Linked DNA regions of Mus musculus: regions 2, 3 and 4 are each linked to region 1. The links are chromatin contacts, called in public HiChIP or PLAC-seq and Micro-C maps. All regions are on one chromosome and are shown on one strand. Each heading gives the region's core, a stretch centred on a gene start, on an enhancer-like site or on the middle of the called end of the contact. The rest is flanking DNA. Distances are from core to core; before and after follow the strand shown. Region 1 holds the start of Clip1 (CAP-GLY domain containing linker protein 1). Region 2 holds the start of Wdr66 (WD repeat domain 66). Region 3 overlaps Hip1r (huntingtin interacting protein 1 related). Region 4 holds the start of Hip1r (huntingtin interacting protein 1 related).

Region 1 (4,712 bases), core at 1,509-4,008:
ATCAAGGCCTTTGAGCTTTTCTGGTTCCTCTTCATATGATCCCCGTTTTCTTTAGGGACCAACATCCTCTAACTTCCTTTTCATCTCTACTCAAATCATGTTCCCAGCCGGGTCTCTGGAAACCCTATCTGAAAGTCCCCACAACTCTAACCATTATTTACAAGACTTCATATTCCTTCTCCTCTGGTTTGTACATTTTTTTTTCTTTACCATCTATGACATTCTAACTAACATGCAACATACTTATATTTAATCTGCTTATCGTCTGTCTTTCAAGTGGAAGAGAAGTACCGAGAGGATAAAGCTTGGTAAAGCTCTTCAGGGTTGTGGCACCAGCATCCAGAAGGGCAGGTGGCACAGGAAATGGCTCCATGAGTATCTGAGGTGTGCAAACTGAATAGAGCTCATTACACAGACAGACCACAGCTCCATAAGCAGCCATCGAAGGGTCCGTAACACTTCACCAATACTGAAATAACAGGCATGCCATGACTAATAACACTGACTCTTATGTTTGTTTCTTTTTCAAGTCAAAGTTTCCTTTATAAGCCAGGCAGTGATGACACCCGTCTTCAATCCCAGTACTTAGGAGGCAGAGGCAAACTGGTTTCTGTGAGTTCAAGGCCAGCCTGGTGTACAGAGTAAATTCCAGGACAATAAAAGCCACACAAAGAGACCCAGTCTTGAAAAACCAAAACTAAAAGAAAAATTAAAAATACTAGTTTTTAGAATGTATTAAATTTCTTAAAGACAAGAACCAGGTTGGCTTATTTTCGTGCTCAGCAATGACTGAAAGAGCTGAGAATAGCAAAATCCTCATGTTCAGAGATACTACCAAAGTTCCCACCCAGGTTCAATGTTTACCTCTCTAATCCAGGCCTAGGAGGAAGCCTAACCACTTCCTCTGAACCTCAGCAAGAGTCCCAGGCTCTCAGCTGAGCAATCACCCACTTCCTTGGCTTTCATAACGTCCAGCCTTGCCTTTTACCATTGATTCACTGCCCTAACAAACTAACTTAGCAGACTGAGGTACAGTTCTTGACAACATCTCGTATTGGCTGTGACTCTGACCTTTCAGTGCCCTCCCTGTAAAATGACGATGACAGCAACCTCCCTAGGTTGGATGGATTACATGAGATAAAAACAAAAACAAAACTCTGCACTTGCCCAGAGCACGGTCAGAAGGAGCCCTCCATAAACCCTAATTGTTATTATTTCAAGAGGAAGAAATGCCCCAAGGCTGAGGAGCAACAGTCCTGAGGATACTTGCAAAAGAGCATCATTACGCCTAGAAGCCAAACGCGGCTCTCCTAACTGGGAGCCACAATTAGGAATAATAATCATAAAATCCTAGCATGAGAATCACCAAAGCACCACCGCATAAATACTAACAGAGCCCCAAGCAGACAGACAGACACAGTCCTGGGCCTAGAAGAGGCTAGACTGCCGACTCACACCAAAATGAAAAAAAACAAAAACAAAAACAAAAAAAAAACCAAGGAAATGACAGAAACATATCCACTGTCTTAATAAATAAATAAGTAAATAAATAGAAACAGTAGTTGGCAAGTTTTTGCTAAAAAATGGGTATGCACGTGGATTCCAGACTTAACGAGTCATTTCTTCATACCAGAGAGGTGGGGCTGGGCAGGGAGGAAGGGGGTGGTGTGCGGTTTCTGCCAGATGGGAAAAGCCACATGAAGCGGAGAGACTACGGGATGTCAGGGCAGGACTCCAGACTCAGAAAAAAATAAAAATAAATAAAAATTAAATAAATTAATCCGATATTCTGTTGTTCTCTCCCCAATAACGCAACACCTCCAGGTTCGAGACAAACCACAAGGCTCTCTGCTTTTAAAATAGTCACCCCATCCCCACCCCCAACCCCGAACAAGTGTCATCTGTCTTCCGCGCCAACCCCCGACCGCGCTGGCAGGTTCGGGTTACCGGGCAGCGGTGATTTCAGAGATCTGGCACCCTGTTTCGCCCTTCTACCTTCACAGAGAATCACGCTCCAGGGGTCTGAAGGAAAACAAAAGCCCGGGGCCGAACAGCCAGGGACCGGGAACCGGGGCCCGAGCCGGGCCGGGCTGAGCCCGAGCGCCACGGGGCAAGGGCGCCCTCCATGCCGGCTCGCGGCCGGCCACCCGGCGTCCCGGGCCTGCCCGAGGAAAGCTCGCCCAGATGGCGAGCGGCGGGAGGCGTCCAGGGCAACAGGTCGAACCGGACCCGCGGCCTCTGGGAGCGACGGAGCCGTCCCCGGAACCTCCCCCTCCAAGAGCTGGGGAAGAGGACGCGGGCTCCTCCGAGAACGGCTCCCGAGGCGGCGCAGGGACAAGGAGTCCACGCTCCATCTTGAGGCGGCGGGAGGAAGGCAGGCAAGGCCCCGGGCCGCGGCTGCCAGGGCCCGGACGCGCGCGGCTCGCACGCAGCCAGCCTTCCCCGCAGCCACGCTCTCCCCGCGCCCGCCACCCTCCCGGGTGCGTCCGCGGCTCCTCGGCCGCCGTCCCGGTGCGTGGCGGGAGCTTGAGACGAGCCTTCCCTCCCGGCGTTTCCCTCCCGGATCCCCGGGCGGCGGGAAGGAGCGGAGGGAGAACGGGTGGGACGGCGAGGAAGGAGAGATGGAGATGGGGCCCGCGCTTCGCTCACCGCCTGGGACGCCGCTGGTCGCCGTCACCTGCCTCCCAGCAGCAGCAGCAGCAGCCGCCGCGGCCGCCGCCTCCCGCCTCCCCGGCTCTTCGGCTCGGGGCGGGGAAGAGAACGTGACGCGCTGCCGCCGCCGCCGCGGGGCCGGGAGAAGACGCCGCGCCGCCCCTCCCCGTGCCCGGGCCGCTGCCGCCCGCGAGCTCCCCTGCCGCCCCTTTGTCTGCCTGCTCCCCTTGCGAGCCCCTAAATCCTCCACGATAAGGAGCAAGATGCCGGGGGACGGACCGAAGGGCCTGCAGACGCGGGTGCCTTGGCATTTCAGGCTTCTCCCTGTTTCCTAGCCAAGTGTGCCCAGAATATGCAAGTCACCCCGGATGGCTACCCGTAGACTGGACCAACCGCAGCCTGCCGTTTGGGGATGGGATGGGGTGCGGTTGGAGAGTGGGGGAGCTGATTGATTTCATTGACCTCCCTTTCCCGCCTAGAGCAGGGTGATAAATCCGTTGCCCCAAGTTGGAAGGGAGATGCCCATAGGCAAGCTCAGCTTGGGATGAACGGTCTCTGCTCTCCAGGAAATCACTGAGGGGTTAAAAAAAAAAAATCCTTTGAGATGAGCCCAGGGCTGCAGCCCAGTTAGTTTAAGAAAAGCGTCTTTTATTCGCCCCAGTCGTTTGGACAGAAGCCCAGGTTAATGTCCCGTTCGGGCTCCTCCCCAAGCAGGGATCCCCTTGTCAAGCTTTTGAAAGGGACTGGAGAGGACGCTGCAACAGCCGGCTCAGGGCTGCGCTAGCAGAGGGCGGCCAGCATTTCGCTCCCATGGACCATGGCAACCCCAGAAGTTTTGCAGCTCCCGGCAGAAATCTGCAGCTGTTGGAAGCCCAGGTTTCTGCAGTGACTCAGTATTGATGGAGAAGGGGCCAAGGAGGAAATATTCTGAAGGGCGACCTCCCTTCTTGACCTTTATTTAAAACACCATTGTGTCTGGGCAAACAGGCACCTCAGAGAGCCCAAGAAGGGAACTCCACTGGAAATGCACAAAGTAAATTTCATCTGCAGACCCTCCTGTCCATTTAAGCCTTAAATCACACACACACAAAAATAATCTATTATTCCACCTGAGCCTGATATGTGAGCTCCAAGGTCAAGAGGTGAGAGTACCCTGGGAACCCAGAATTCATTCCTACTTAGGCAAGCAATACTTACCCGCTGATCTGAGTACAATTCAACTCTGTTTTTCCTCTCTTGGTTATTCCAGATGGTTTCTGTGTGTAATAGCCTTGGCTGTCCTGGAACTCTCTTTGTAGACCAGGCTGGCCTCAAACACAGAGATTTGCCTGCCTCTGCCTCCTGAGTTCCAGGACAGCCAGAGCTACACAGAGTATACATAGAACCCTGTCATAAAATTTATAATAACAAATAAATAAAATATTTAATAATAATAATAATAATAATAATAGCAGCCAGGCCTATTGGTGTGCACACTGACAATACTAGCCTTCAGGAGTGGGAGGCAGCTGAATCTCTTGAGGTTAACCTAGCCTGCTCTACATACCATCCAGGGCTATATCCTGGCGATGAGTAAAAATGTATTGGGGTGGCAGCAGCACACGCCTTTAATCCCAGCACTCAGGAGGCAGAAGCAGAGAGAGCTCTGAATATAAGACCAGCCTGGTCTCCAGAACGAATTCCAGGACACCCAGGCCTACACAGAGAAACACTGTCCTGAAAAACCAAGAAAAAAAAAGTGGAAATGATGAGAGAATGACAAACTGCTGTTTAGAATCCCAGGATGAGCTCTCAAAGAGAACCAGCCAATGACCACAAAAGCTCCATTCAGCTAACCAAGAACAGCAGTAGGCACCATCCTGCAAACTACACTCCAGGCCTTCTCAATAGACTAGGGCTCTGAGTACAGACGGCTTTACAATGTGGAGGGTGACCAAAGTCACTTATAAGGTTGCCATCACATATCTAAGATCCTGTGCCTTTTTAAAAATCCAGTAAGGCAGGATATCTGTGAAATTGGTGCTTGATGCAGTAGTTCTGATCAATGAATATCTTTTTGA
Region 2 (4,712 bases), core at 1,636-4,135, 430 kb before region 1:
TGTGAGCCACCATGTGGTTGCTGGGATTTGAACTCTGAACCTTCGGAAGAGCAGTCGGGTGCTCTTACCCACTGAGCCATCTCACCAGCCCCAACGCTAATGGATTTAACCAAGCTGGGCTTGCGTGGTAACAGCAAGATGGTGCACTCTCCACATAACTTCAATCCCAGTTTACTAAACTTCTCTGCATGCTGTGTCCTGGTGAGAAGGTGGGCAGTTGTGTGTAACACCTGTGAGGCCAAAAAAATTGGGTTTTAGCACTGGGAGAATTTTATTAACTGCTTCATACCACTTCTTGCCTGGCTTCCTGGAGAGGCATGAGCACACATCTGTTCACCTTGCACTGATGGCAAACTGAAGGAACCCACCCAAATCAGCCCTGTGAGCCCGTGAGCCTCCTGGGGTTGCTTAGAGGCTCTCTCGGCACTATGGATATACAACTCGCAGGCAGCTAGCTCCACTGAAATCTCCTTTCACACAGTAAAGTCTTGTGTAGTCCAGGCTGACTGAACAGACCCTTCTGGCTTCATCTGCCTAGTTCTGGATTTGTAGGTGGGACATCATGCCTGGCCCAACGTCTAGTTTTTTGTTTTGTTTTGTTTTTAAGATTTATTTATTTATTTATTACATGCAAGTACACTGTAGCTGTCTTCAGACGCCCCAGAAGAGGGAGTCACATCTCATTACGGATGATTGTGAGCCACCATGTGGTTGCTGGGATTTGAACTCGGGACCTTCGGAAGAGCAATGAGTGATCTTAACCACTGAGCCATCTATCCAGCCCCCAACGTCTAGTTTTTATTTATGTATTTATTTATTCATTCAATCATCCGTTCATTCATTTATTTATTTTACTGCTTTTATGACCTCCGGAAGGGCTTCCTGACACTTGAGGGAACCCCACCACCCAACCCCCACCGAGTTTTTTGAGCAGGTCTCCGTTTCCCCTCCCCTACGAATGCCCAATCTGGAGAAAATAACTGCAAACACTACTTTCGTTACATCTTGTCCAACTTTAGGAAAGTCAGAATCGCCAGTGTAGGGGAGTAGCTCTTGTGGAAGTGTCCTTTAGGAAAAAGCTGTGGCGTGAGCTGCTAGCCCGGCAGGGGGCAGGCTGGTCCGCCTCGAGGCCGCTTTCTGGGCACGTGATTACCATCCTGCTTCCTTGCTTTCCTGCGACTAGCCGTTGCCATAGGGACGGAGCTTGGTTGGCAACCGTCACTAGGGAGTATGGACAGGAGCCCCTGGAGGTCTCTTGGGATTTCCCGAGGCTGGACGACCCAAGGCTTTTGAGAAAAGAAGTGGGAGCGTCCCTGTAAGTGCGAAGTGGAGGGTGCGGCTCGGGTTGGGGTCCGGGCCAGGCAGCGGCAAGGGTGTGGGACCTGGGAGGTCCCCAGGAAAAGAAACTGGTGGCTCCTGGACCTCGTGGTAGGATAGACTTGCGCACCTGTGGCATTGCCCCCGCCTGGGTGTGGAAAATGTCAAAGTGGCATTTTTTTCAAACAAAAGAACTAAATTCTAGCTCTGTCGTAAGTCGTGCCTCCCAGGGCCACAAACTTTTTCATTTCCTTTTCCTTTTCCTTTTCCTTTTCCTTTTCCTTTTCCTTTTCCTTTTCCTTTTCCTTTTCCTTTTCCTTTTCCTTTTCCTTTTCCTTTCCTTCCTTCCTTCCTTCCTTCTTTCTTTCTTTCTTTTTTTAGAAAGATTGTGCTGGCCTAAGAACTCGAGTGATCCTCCTGTCTCTACCTCCTGAATCGCAGTATTACAGACATGGGCCTAGCCCCCTGCTCCCAAACTCTTGCTTCATGTAGGTGCAAAATGAGAGAATGTATCAGAGGAATTAAATTTTTTTAAAAAATGATTTTATGTGTGAGACTGTTTTGTCTGCATGTATGTATGTGTACCACCTATGAAGTTCCCGCAGAATACAGAAGAGGGTGTCAGATCCCCTGAAACTCAAGTTACTTATGGTTCTGAGCGATCGTGTCATGGCTGGGAGTCAAACCTGGGTCTTCTGAAAGGGCAGCCAGAGTGCTCTTAATCACTGAGCCATCTCTCCAGCCCAGAATTAACTTTCTTTCTTTCTTTCTTTCTTTCTTTCTTTCTTTCTTTCTTTCTTTCTTTCTTTCTTTCTTTCTTTCTTTCTTTCTTTGCACATACCATGTTGAATGTGTTGATTTGGGAGTTAGTTTTCTCTTCTGGCCATGTGTTTCCCAGAGGAGGGGGCTCTGTCTACCTTAGACTTAGGGTCTCACCTGCCCCAGAGGTCTTTAAAACTCTCAGGTTCTTTGCAGAAAACTATTGCTTTTATCCCCATAGTACCTGATATCCCCCACCCTGCTTTTTTTTTTTTTTTTTTTTTGGCAAACACTTTGGGTGAACCTGTGTTGAGCATTTGACATGTATTGCCCCAGTCTGCAAATCATGTGAGAATGTAGGATTATCATTTTTATTTTTTTGCCTGTGAGCAAATTTGAAGAAAGGGTAAAATGGCTTGCGTCTAGTCACAGAACGAGGCTAGCGGAAGTTGGAGAGGAGGGAACCTTTAGCTGGCAAGCTTACACTTCAGTCATCAGCCCATCTCCCTCTCTTCTTCCTCCCAGCAGGGTTTTGCAAATGCTTGCCTTATGCATTTTGTTGCCTGTGGGAATATGAATTATTTAAAGTGAGAAGACTCTAAGATCAGTCCTAGAAAGATGGGAGGCCCTGGAAGTCAATATTTTAAAGATTTCTGAGACTTGAGCTGGGCTTTCCCAAGAAGCTGCCATTCTTTTCTTCCCACAGGAAGGGACCAGAGCTGCTTCTGCCCATTTCGACGTGTTAGCACCTCAGGAAGCCGGCACAGGAAATAGAGGGACCTGCTGAATCTACGTTAAAATTTCTGTAGCGGAAACTACAGAAGAAATGTCAGATACAGAAGAAAACCCCCTAGAAGAATCAAGAGAAAGTGGAGAGATGGAGGAGGAGAAGGAGGAGAAGAAGGAGGAGGAAGAGGAGGAAGAGGAGGGGGAGAAGGAGAAGGAGGAGGAGGAAGAGGAGGAGAAGGGGAAGGAGGAGGAGAAGGAGGAGGAGAAGGAGGAGGGGAAGGAGGAGGAGAAGAAGGAGGAAGAGGAGGAGAAGGGGAAGAAGGAGGAAGAGGAGGAGGAGGAAGAGGAGGGGAAGGGGAAGGAGGAGGAGAAGGAGGAGGAGAAGGAGGAGGAGGAGAAGGAGGAGGAGAAGGAGAAGGAGGAGGAGGAGGAAGAGGAGGGGAAGGGGAAGGAGGAGGAGGAGGAGGGGAAGGAGGAGGAGGAGGAGGAGAAGGAGGAGGAGGAGAAGGAGGAGGAGAAGGAGGAGGAGGAGGAGGAGGAGGAGGAGAAGGAGGAATATAATCCAAGTTTTGAAGAAGATGCTCTGCAGCAGAGCCTAACTGAGGGCTCACTGTCATGGGAGGAGTCTCAGGAGGATGGAGAGGGGCTGGAGGAGTGGGTGGAGAAGGAGGAGCAGAGAGAGGGAGAGGAAGTGAGAGGGGAGGAAGAAAGTGAAGTGAGAGGAAGGGAAGAGGAAGAGGGATGGGAGGAAGAGAAGAGCGGTGAAGAGGAAAAAAGTGAGGAGAGCGAGAGAAGTAAGGAAAGGGGAGGTGAGGAAGAGGGCCAGGAGAAGGAAGAGGCGGAACATGAGGGGGAAAGGGAGGAGGGAAGAGAAGAGGAAGAGAAAGAGAAGAGTGTGGAGCGGGAGGAGGAGGAGGAGGAGGAAGATACTGAGACAACTGAGACAAAAGCTGGACGAGCCAAGGAGGAAAAGAAAGAGAAGCAAAACAAAACAGCCCTGGTGGACAATATTGTCATCAGCCATGAGCCACCCAGGTCAAGCTCCTCCCTGGTGAGTCCTCCCCAAGCTCATCCACCCACTTACTCAGAATCATCCTCCCTGGTGAGTCCTCCCCGAAGCTTGTCCACCCATTTACACTGAATTGTCTGTCGCTTGGTGCTTGGCATGTGCCAGGCTGTGGGAGTACAAAACCAAAGTGAGACAGTCCCGAGGTTGGAGAAACAGCCAGGCCATTAAGAGCCCTAGCTGTTCTTACTGAGGGCTGAATTTTGGGTTCCCAGCACCCATGATGAAATGCCTTATAACTTTAGATCCAGGGAATTAATTCAATGTCCTCTTCTGGACTCCTTGAGCACCTGCACAACACACACACACACCACATAAATACACACATTAAAGAGAAGAGAAAACCATATGCTAAGTTCAGTAATTTTGAGATGCCTAGGAGGGTGGTTTAATCCAGTTTGGAGGCAGGTCAGTCCAAGCTTCCATGAAGTGTGTACCTAACTTGTAAAGGGTCAGTAGGTCAGCTGAAGGTCTTGGGACTGAGTTCCTGTGATATAATAGTGTGAATTTCTCACAGCTTGCTCCCCCCAAGAAAGAACCCAGCCCTGGTCCAAGGACAAGACTCCTAGTGGTGTTTCCAAGAGCCTACTGTGTGGCCTTTGGTGGGTGGGTCTGTTAGGCCAAGAGTTAACCTGAACACAGCCTGGATTCATTTCTTTAGTATAAAATGTCCCAGGCTCCCTTTTGTTTATTTACTCTCCATTAGTTTAAATCCGGGATGGGTACAGCATCACACGGATTCTGTGTCCAATGGCCTTTGCAGGAAGGTTGCTTCGGAATTTGGCACGAACCATACCGCTGTTTCCGTGGGCCCGAGTTACCTTTCCCCAGATCACTCTGG
Region 3 (4,712 bases), core at 1,543-4,042, 310 kb after region 1:
GGAAGTTCTGTCACGTCCTTCACAAGGTCCTCCGGGACGGACACCCCAACGTGAGTAGTGAGCACAGCCCTTGGTCCCACAGGCTCAGGCAAGCGCCGCCGCCATGCCACCAGCTGACATCATCCACTGTATCCCATGGAAGTGTGCTGCTCTGACATGTGTCTGTCCTCCTGGGCTGGGGGCTGGACACCCTGCCCAGTGCTGGGAGGGACGGCTCAGGTTCTGTGTCCTCCCCTCCCTTCTCTGGTTGCAGGTCCTGCATGACTATCAGCGGTACCGGAGCAACATACGTGAGATCGGTGACTTGTGGGTAGGTGTGGGGACAGTGTTCAGGCAACGTGGCCAAGCTGAGGGCCGCATCTGGGCGGGGATTCTCTTTCCTTTTGTCCTTGGGGTTACTGTGGAGGCTGAGCACCAGTCAGTGTGAAGTTGGGGCCTGGGGCAGGCGGATTGGCCGACAGCTCCATAAAGCAAGCCCATTAGTCTTCTTGACTTGGAACAGGTGGCAACCCCATGCCTCTGTGAAGATCGGGACTCCCAGGATCCCCTAGACTTTAACCAGAAGCTTTAGAAGGCATGTCACATATAGCCTTGAATTTTCCATGCGTTTGCCTGGCAGTTCTCAGAGTCGGTAGTCAGACCCCTGGGGAGCCCGTGTCTGGATTCCCTCTAAGGTCCTCAGAAGTCAGAGGCCTCAGGCCTCCTTCCCAAAGCTCTCCTGGGGCACTCAGCTGAATGGATCTCCAAGAGCAGACCCAGAGGGACAGCGTTGCCTGTCCAGAGCCTCTGTGCTTTATGCGTGTCCTTTGATGTAAGGAAAATGGCATTCGTCACAGTGCCTGCTGCAGACACGGGCCCTGCTGGCGTGGCCACACACCATGGTGTTTTTTGCAAGAGGGAGCAAGGAAGCTGTGTGCAGACCAGAATGCACCTCCCCTGGATGCCACCAGCTCTTTAGTAAAGTGCCCTGCTCAGAACTGGCCTGTTGCCCCGACAAAGTGCTCTCTTTGCCTCTCACAAGACTTTCTCTGGCAAGAGTGACAAGGAATGAGGTTAAGGAGGGGAAGCTAGAGACAGAGTAATGAGATTGGTGAAGACTAGCAGGAAATGTTTGTTGAGCGAGTGAGTGACTGATTTGTGGAAGAAAGGCCTGCTTCTCTTGCTACCTCTTTTCTTCCTGTCTGGGCACATGCTCAATCCTTGGGATTCCTAGGTGTGTTCTTGACAGTGACCTCACACAGGGCTCCCATCCCCACAGGGCCACCTTCGTGACCAGTATGGACACCTGGTGAATATCTATACCAAACTGTTGCTGACTAAGATCTCCTTCCACCTTAAGGTAGTCTCCCTGAGCAATCATGGACTATGGGACTGGGAGGCTCTTCTCTCTGTGACATCCTGGGGCATAGAGGGGGTTGGATGGCACCTGTCCATCCATGCTCTGTCCACTTGCTGTGGAGGCTAGGAAGACTGGCAGGAGATCATCGGGCTGTCTCCATGTTTGCATAGATCCAATGCAGATGCCAGCCTGTGTGTGCTCCAGTGGCCTTGCCCGTCAGTCCTGGTCAGGCTGCCCCTGCCTCAGCCCCAGGATTTCTGTCGGCCCCTTTGGCTTAACCAGAGAAGCTGGGATCACAGAATGAGGGGATTGAGAAACCTCCCTGGCGACTCCCCTTCTCATGGGAGCTGTCAGGAGCAGGGATGGGACCCGTGTGTGGCTGCTCAATGAGGCTGCGTGGGGGCTGTTTCTGCAGCATCCCCAGTTTCCTGCAGGCCTGGAGGTAACAGATGAGGTGTTGGAGAAGGCGGCGGGAACTGATGTCAACAACATGTGAGTCTGTGTAGCCTCAGTTTCCCCCAAGTGCCTGCCCACTGGGGACCATGTCAAGTGAGGCCACAGGGCTGAAGGTCATGACCCCCAGGGGGCCAGGCTATGGGTGAAGGGGTTTATCAGGTACTCCATGTTTCTGCCTGATGGAGTTTGCTTCCTGTTCCTAAGGGGTCTCGGGGATTGTGTGGGTGTGCCCTGCTGCCCTTTGCATCCCCGTCTTTTCTCCTAGTTTTCAGCTTACCGTGGAGATGTTTGACTACATGGACTGTGAACTGAAGCTTTCTGAGTCAGGTGAGCAAGTCACTCATGCCAGGCTGTGAAGGCACTGGTGGGCAGGCTGGATTTTCACTTGTCTTTCCTGCTGTTGGGGTGAAACCTGGGCCCCACTGACACTGGGCGAGTGATTCTTCTGATAGAGCACCCACAGTAACCCAGGTCTTACGTGCACCTCTTCCTTGGGGTCCCTCTCCCTCCAAGACAGAAGGGGGCCTCATGGTACCTCCAGAGCACAAGCAGAGACTTCCCTTCCTCGAGACCCTACGTGTGTCCAAGACATGGCACATGAAGGCCACTATGGGCCCCTGGGTGTGGAGGGTGGGGTGTGCCCCATGGAGGACCCTCTAGGCTCCTGCCTGGCCTCGGCACCGCACTACTCTCCAGGAGAGAAAACATGGCTAACATTTCCTACTGTGTGTTCTGAAATGCCTCACGGTCCTGTCAGACTGTTCAGCCAAAGAACTGGCAGCTGTTGGACAGGAAATCTCTGAGGGCTCACCCTCCCCGCCCGCCTGGGAGGTGATTGTTCTGGGCTGTACCTTCAAAATAACTGCTGTGACTCACTGTTGGCTATGATGAAGCCCAAGGCACACGCCTTTTTAAGGAAAAACAGGGAATTGGGAAGAGGCAGGACAGCCACTCTGTACGCTGGGTCTGGGCCTGTGGCTCTGGAGGGTGAGAGGCCAGCGTGGAGCCTGTCCAGGAGTAGGACAAAACGGCAGGTCACCAGGGGTGTGGCCCAGTAGTGCAGCTGGACCCAGGCCACCAGGAATTGAGTCCTGGCAGAAAGGGGAAGCCCGAGCTCCTCAGAGCACACAGGCCGTGAGATTCAAGCCGTAGCCCTTGTGTCCCACCCTAGCTGCTCTTGACCTAGGAGGAGGCCCAGGGGGAAGGACCTGCAGGCCCCTATCCTTGGTGACTTATAGAGAGTGGGCACACGTAGGTGACAGAAGATAGAAACCCCTGCAGGTCTACCTCAGTAGAAAGCCCGCTGTAACACACTGCCTTCAATGGGAGTGCAAGGCTGTTAAGAGCGATGTGCCTCAGAAGGCTGAGGCAGGAGAATCGTGAATTTGAGGCCTGCTTGAGCTAGAGTAAGTTCAAGGTCAACCTGGGGAGCTTACTGAGACCCAGTCTCAAAAGTGAGAAGGGCTGGAGAGCGCCCTGGCCCTGTGGCTGGTCCTAACTGTCCAGTTCTAGGGGATCTGATGCCCTCTTCTGGCCTTTGAGGGCATTGCAGGCATGTGGTGCACAGGCAAAACACCTATACATAGAAAATAAAGGAAAGAAAACTTTAAATAAGAGGTCCGAGTTTGGTGGCACATGCCCTTAATCCTGGTGCTTAAGAGAAAAAAATCAATCATATATCTGAGTTTGAGACCAATCTGGTCTCGATTAGCCAGGGTGGCACCTAAATAATGAAGTGCTTGCCTAGCATGTGGGGGTGGGTGGGTGGGCGACACTCTGGGGAGGAGGGAGGGGCAGAGGAAGGGAGAAAGGAAGGGCACAGAACAAAACCAGAGTTTACACACACACACACACCCCAAGATAAAAAAAAGCCAAAACCAAACAAAGAAACAAAACCCTAGTGTGGCTTCCATCCTTGCAGACAGCTCCTCCCCCCCCCCCCCCAGGCATGGCCAGACCAAGGGGCTGAGGGCTTCTGGCACCACTCAGATCTGCCCCACATGGGGCCTGGCTGCTCTCCCGGCCTGGCTCACTGCCCCGCTCTTTGTCATTCCCCTCTCTGCCCCAGAGAAGATGCTGGCCAGGGGAGGCAGCCTCGTGTTTGTCCTTTGTCTGTCCCTCTTTCTCTGGAGTTCTGATACAAGGCCTGATTGTCAGGGTCTCCAGGACAAGTGAGGAGGCATCAGGTCATTTGGGGCTCACAGAGCCTGTGTTCAAGGCTGTGACCTGGAACAGACACTAGCCAGTCTCCACAGCTACACGATGGGCTATTACAGTGACAGTCTTTTTACGAAAACCAAAAACCAAACCCGTATGGTGTTTGGCCTGCATGTACATCTGTGTACCATGTCTATGCCTGGTACCTGTAGAAGCCAGAAGAGGGCATCAAACCCTCTGGCACCAGAGTTATGGATTAGTTGTGAGGGTGTGTGTGTGTGTGTGTGTGTGTGTGTGTGTGTGTGTGTGTTGGGAAATAGAACCTAGGTCTTCAGGAAGAGTAGCCAGCACAGTAGCCCCTAAGCCACCTCTCCGGCCTCTTTTGTTGTTTTTGAGACAAGGTCTTGCTTTTCAGAAGTTTGGCCTTGAGCTCAATCCTCCTGCCTCAGTTTTCTGAGCAGATTATAGGTTTGCACTAACATGCTTAGTTGGAGTGACAGTATTTTAAAATAGATGGGCTACATTTTAATTTAGTGTGTGTGTGTGTACATGCCTGTGCCATGGCACATGTGTAGAGGTCAGAGGGTAACTTAAAGGGGTCTGTCCCTCTCCATGTGACGTATAGGCCATCAGATTTGGTGGTGCGCACTGAGCCACCTCTCTGGGGCCCTAAGCTTGTTCCGTCTCTGAGGTACAGTGTAAGTTTGCGGCCCTGGAATGTGGAGCGGGCATTCCTGTCCTTCAGCGCCTGTCCCCAACT
Region 4 (4,712 bases), core at 1,061-3,560, 290 kb after region 1:
CCCAGTTGGGGTCTAATTTGTATTCCCCTGGGGGATGATTAAACAGCGATTACAATTTACTAAAAGGGGGATGGCAGCAAGTTAGTGACATTCAGTCAACCACCAGGCCCCTCTGCTCAAAAGGTCTGGAGATGGGCTGGCGAGATGGCTCAGCAGGTTAAGAAACACTGACTGTTCTTCTGAAGGTCCTGAGTTCAAATCCCAGCAACCACATGGTGGCTCACAACCACCCATAATGAGATCTGATGCCCTCTTCTTGTGTCAGAAGACAGCTACAGTGTACTTATGTATAATAATCAATAAATCTTTGGGCCAAAAAAAAAGAAAAAGATGTCTGGAGGTGAACCTTAATAAACAAGACAGTGGAGTTTCCATCTTTGTGCCCCGGAAATGCTTTTTCTAATAGCATACATTAACAGTAAAGTCTTCACTCTGTTCTCTACTCTGTGGGGCTGGTTTATTCTTTCAAAACCTTCATTTTATATGCCAACTCTTTTTAAGTCACTATATAAACTGGGTTGGCCTCATTTACACAGAGGCCACCCCTGCCTCAAAAATGCTGGATTTAATGGTCCCATGCTTACCCTCACACCTGTTTGTTTGTTTGTTTTTAATTAAATTGATGTGTTTATTTTGTGTATATGTGCATGTGCATACCACAGCTTGAATTAAAGGTCAGAGGACAACATGCAGGGATCATTTCTCTCCTTCCCCCATGGGGGTCCTGGACATTGAACTCAGGACCTCAAGCTTGGCAGCAAGCACCTTTACTTTCCCATTTTGTTGACCCTCAAGCCCATTTTTAAAAAACAAGGTCATGTACCAGGTGCTTTACTAGGTATGGAAAGCAGAAGGCTGGTCAGCACAAGGCCACCTTGACCTTCAGCTACTCAAAACCTCACCCGCAGATACATTGTAATAGCCATAGGGACTCCAGTATCATTACAAGTGTGCTTGTCTGGAAACCTGGCCGATCTGAGACCATATCCTGAAGGCATCATTTTGCAACAGTGTGAACCTAGGCTCGAAGCCCTTCCCCTTTTTTTTTCTTGGTCTGCAAAAATACCACCAAAACTTTAAGATTGAATGGGGTCCTGCTGACTGGATGCCTGAACACCACGCCCAGCGCAGTAATAGCCTCTATTGACGAAAAAGAATGGGAACTTTTGATAATGACAGGCCACTGTAGTAGATGTTCTATACCCAGTGGGGGCTGGTCTTTTGTATGGAAATCACAGGATAACTGGTTTTTGTCCCGTGTGAGAAAAAGAGTCCGAGAAACAGCTGGCACAGAACAAATCGGCTCATCTGTTGTGTTGTGTGTTTTTTTTTTTTTTTTTGACCATGGCTATTTAGTGACTTGCTGAGGATTAGGGACAAGATAATAGGTATAAGGGGTTTAGCCCCATACCTGGCAAATAGGTTTTAAGTATCGGCTGTTGTTGTTACTCCTCATATTTTGGCAAAGGAGCTTTTCATTGATTGGTATTAGATAAAGCACGGCTAATCTCTTAGTGGCAAAGACAGCCTTGTCCAACTCTGAAATGTTGAGTGGATGTCAACACAGTAAGGAATGAGCAATGGGAAAGAAAGGGTCCGTCTGGGTCCTCAGAGAGCGTCACCTGACCTAGGAGACAGACGGTCAGGTGTCTAACTCATGACAGCATTTCCTATCTCAGGGAGTTGATACTTCATCTCAAAAAGCAAAGACTTGAAGAGATGGCTGGGCTCCCAACAAAAAAACCAAAGAAACCTGCAGCGTGGCTACTGACCAGACTCAAGGAGACAAGACTCTTATTTGTTCCAGTTTTCCCCCTACAGGTGTAGAGAAAGACCCAACGTGATTTTTCCTTTCTTTGGGGAGATGGTAAGAAGGTATGTAGCCAAGCTAAGTGGGTATTTGTCCTTGCATCTGATCTGTCAGAATTAGGGAACTGGTGTGTTGGGGAATCCTGGAGAGCTAGAATTGTGCAAGGAGACAAGGACAGGTGTGCAAGGGACACTCCCAGGAAGTCCCGCGGGAACGAAGCGGATGCAGAGTCTTGGGGTTCAAGGAGTCCCGGGGGACCAGAAGGGGTGCCGGATGGGGCGTCCCCGGGGACTGGAAGGGTGCAGGGCAGGGCGTACTGGGTGACAGAGGGTTGCATGGCAGGGTGTCCTGGGAGTCCTAAGGGACCACAGTGGTGGCTACTAGGCATCCTAGGGTTGATCAAGGGATGCAGTGGGCGGGGCACGCCAGGAGTCCCGGGGACCCGGCGGGGGCGGGGGGCGGAGCGTTCGGAGCCGGGGAGGGCGGGGCGTCGGTTGGACAACCGGAGTGACTGGCGGGAGGGGCTGCGGCTCCTCCCCGTGCGGCGCGGCGCGCGGCCTCCGTGTGCCTAGGCTTGAGGCGGGCGGTGACGCCTCATTCGCGCGGAGCCGGGCCGGGACACGGTCGGCGGCAGCATGAACAGCATCAAGAATGTGCCGGCGCGGGTGCTGAGCCGCAGGCCGGGCCACAGCCTAGAGGCCGAGCGCGAGCAGTTCGACAAGACGCAGGCGAGCGCGGGCACGGGCTGGGCGGGCGGTGGCGGCGGCGGCCCTCGGTGCGCTCGGCCCTGCGCGGACGGTTGCGGGCTCCGCGGCCCCGGGCGGCGCAGGTGACCGGAAGCCGCGCGACAGCGGGGCTGGGCTCCGGGATGCGGACGCGGCCCAGGTGCGCACGGCCGCGCGGGGCCCGGAGCGCCCTCTGCTCGCCGCCGCCTTTCCAGGGAAGCTCCCGGCTTCCCTCGCTGCCGAGCTGTTCGCACGGCCGCACAGTATCTTATTATCTGCTCGGGTGAAAAGTTTCACGTAGGTCGCCAGACTTGTTTGCCCGCGCGGGGGCCCACTTATAAATAGGCTGCCACCCCCTCGTTAAACACCGGCGCCTGACAGACGGAAACTTCCCAGGCTCCTTTCCTGCGCTCCCACGCGCCGCTCTCCCAGGAGAGGGCCCGACCCGAGAAGGTGGCGTGGAAAATTGAATAATGGCCCTGATGCGCATTCATTCATGCATGGCTTCTGGGGACCCACTGTGCAGGTGTTGCTTTGGTTTTGGGTTTTTTTTTTTTTTTTTTTTTTTAAGACAGGGTCTCATGTAGCCCACGCTAGCCTTAAAAATCCTCATCCTCCTGCTTCCAGACGACCACCACCAACACGTCTGCTTCCCTCCTTTTTGTTTTACAAACTCTGCCCTGTTCTTAATTAAGTCTTGGGTGGACTCATGGAGGTTGGCGGGGGGGGGGGGGTGCGGGGCGCGGAGGGGTGTCACTACTTATTTGACTACGAAGTCAGCCCAGACCGAAATGGCTGCTTTTTTTTTTTTTTAAGCTTTAGCAATAAAGGAAGCCAAAGACTCCTCCCACCTGTATCTGAAGCAGGTTGGTGACATTTGCATTTGTGGGTGCCCCACTGGCGAGTTCCTTCCCCCTTGGTCAGAGCAGAGAGCAAGGACTCTCTGTGGTTGCTTTCAAAACAAGTTAGCACAAGCAGTCTCCACTAGCTTTCAGTTTTGAAATAACAAAACGGGAGGCCTCTCACCTTTGTGCTTATGATGGACAGGGATAAGGATAAAACCTCAGGACGGGAGGGCTCCGAGCGAGCATGCCAAGTTGCCAGTACCAACCTGGCTTCGAATGATTAATTTATCCGTGTGATCTCCATCTGGTCCAGCCTGGATTCCCCACCATAAAAAACAAACATGGCGTTTGATGTGAAGTCATTAATACATAATTAATTGTGCTAGTAAACTCGCAGAGCCTAGAGAGAAATACTGTTGGCACGGAGGATCTGTTGTCAAGAGCTTGATTTATTCAGTGAGTTTTAGAATTTTTTTTTCTCTCCTGCTTTTAAGCAGGTGCAGAGAATGCTGATTGCTGCAGGAAGAGATGGGAGAGGAGATGGGCTTTTAAAGGTCAAGTTCATTGATCTTCTTAAATGACTATGTCAAGGGTAACCTTCCTGAATGTCAGAGGGACAATCTCTGATACGGGACCACATGAGGTTGGTGGCTGGTTTGTAATTAAGGGAGTTCTCTTGACCTGCTTTGCCCACTTTTAAAACTCTTACTGTGTTTATTTATTTATTTATTGTGTGTATGTGTGGACGTCAGAGGACAACTTCTCTCCTCTCCCCGTATTGGTTTTAGGAATCAAACCCAAGTTGTCAAGGCAGTAAGCGCCTTTGCCTGCTGAGCCATCTTGCCTGCCCTCCCTGTGTCTTTGAGTGATGAAGAGGGTTATTCATGAAGTATAACTTTGTACTGAGGAGTCTCACAGGACTCACCCACTCGAGAGCAACTTTTTCCCAGGAGAGTTTGAGGCCAGCATCTGGGTATGCCTGTCTTCACGGTGACTTAGTGAGGGCTGTAAGAACATAGTTTTGCAAGTGGTTAATATTTAATTAGCTCATTCCCAGAAATATCTAGCAAGCTGCCAGGCAGGCTCCTTGCAAGAAAGACCTAGAGAGCCCTGGTTTACTGCTTCCGTGTGTCCTTTGGGACAGAAAATGGCACATCTGATCCTGGGACCTGCCTCCCTTTGGGACACACCTCCTGTCTTGACATTGATGTTTGGCAGGGTGGTGACTGTGGAATAGCTAGCTTAGATTTGAAGTCCTCAGCCGCCTGCCAGCCTCTCCTCTTGGGCTCCCGGGGCCAGGAGGAAAAGGAGTGCTTACATGTTTGCTCTGTG

The links. Hi-C and Micro-C count contacts between places; a contact is called where the count stands out from the background. HiChIP or PLAC-seq counts read pairs in DNA pulled down with a chosen protein or histone mark.
Region 2: an H3K4me3 HiChIP or PLAC-seq map of embryonic stem cells shows a contact between it and region 1, with 3 times the contacts expected there. The contact joins the promoter of Wdr66 here to the promoter of Clip1 in region 1. A contact is called at or near these places in 1 of 39 promoter capture datasets (pre-B cells), 1 of 15 datasets of contacts at CTCF or cohesin (large pre-B cells), 2 of 484 Hi-C or Micro-C datasets (B cells and embryonic stem cells), 3 of 115 datasets of contacts at active chromatin or transcription factors (embryonic stem cells, large pre-B cells and stem cell-derived neural progenitor cells) and 1 of 9 other capture datasets (embryonic stem cells).
Region 3: a contact with region 1 is called in a FOXA1 HiChIP or PLAC-seq map of pancreatic cancer cells. The contact joins the enhancer-like site here to the promoter of Clip1 in region 1. A contact is called at or near these places in 5 of 39 promoter capture datasets (embryonic stem cells, fetal liver, hippocampal neurons and 2 more) and 1 of 115 datasets of contacts at active chromatin or transcription factors (pancreatic cancer cells).
Region 4: a contact with region 1 is called in a Micro-C map of embryonic stem cells, with 3 times the contacts expected there. The contact joins the promoter of Hip1r here to the promoter of Clip1 in region 1. A contact is called at or near these places in 1 of 484 Hi-C or Micro-C datasets (embryonic stem cells) and 3 of 115 datasets of contacts at active chromatin or transcription factors (embryonic stem cells, memory CD8 T cells and pancreatic cancer cells).

The regions. Positions count from the first base shown.
Region 1 is chr5:123,681,603-123,686,314 of GRCm38.p6, forward strand. Clip1 (CAP-GLY domain containing linker protein 1) reads right to left here and starts at 2,759. Exons shown (of 24, transcript NM_019765.5): 1 at 2,650-2,759.
Region 2 is chr5:123,250,903-123,255,614 of GRCm38.p6, forward strand. It overlaps Wdr66 (WD repeat domain 66), which reads left to right and starts at 2,886. Exons shown (of 21, transcript NM_001370840.1): 1 at 2,886-3,856. The coding sequence starts at 2,903. It also overlaps the pseudogene Rpl35a-ps6.
Region 3 is chr5:123,989,684-123,994,395 of GRCm38.p6, forward strand. Hip1r (huntingtin interacting protein 1 related) reads left to right here. Exons shown (of 32, transcript NM_145070.3): 3 at 1-50; 4 at 254-310; 5 at 1,259-1,339; 6 at 1,755-1,831; 7 at 2,061-2,122. Among named protein-coding and RNA genes, the nearest start is that of Mir7032, 4.8 kb to the right of the region's middle. Within about 2 kb of position 2,793, at least 173 of the 459 cell types and tissues checked have an H3K27ac peak or open chromatin away from gene starts, as enhancers often do. A contact at or near this core is called in pancreatic cancer cells, where this site is marked.
Region 4 is chr5:123,971,318-123,976,029 of GRCm38.p6, forward strand. Hip1r (huntingtin interacting protein 1 related) reads left to right here and starts at 2,311. Exons shown (of 32, transcript NM_145070.3): 1 at 2,311-2,538. The coding sequence starts at 2,446. It overlaps Gm46922 (a long non-coding RNA gene), which reads left to right and starts at 2,551. Exons shown (of 3, transcript XR_001784954.1): 1 at 2,551-3,061; 2 at 3,352-3,401; 3 at 3,875-4,161.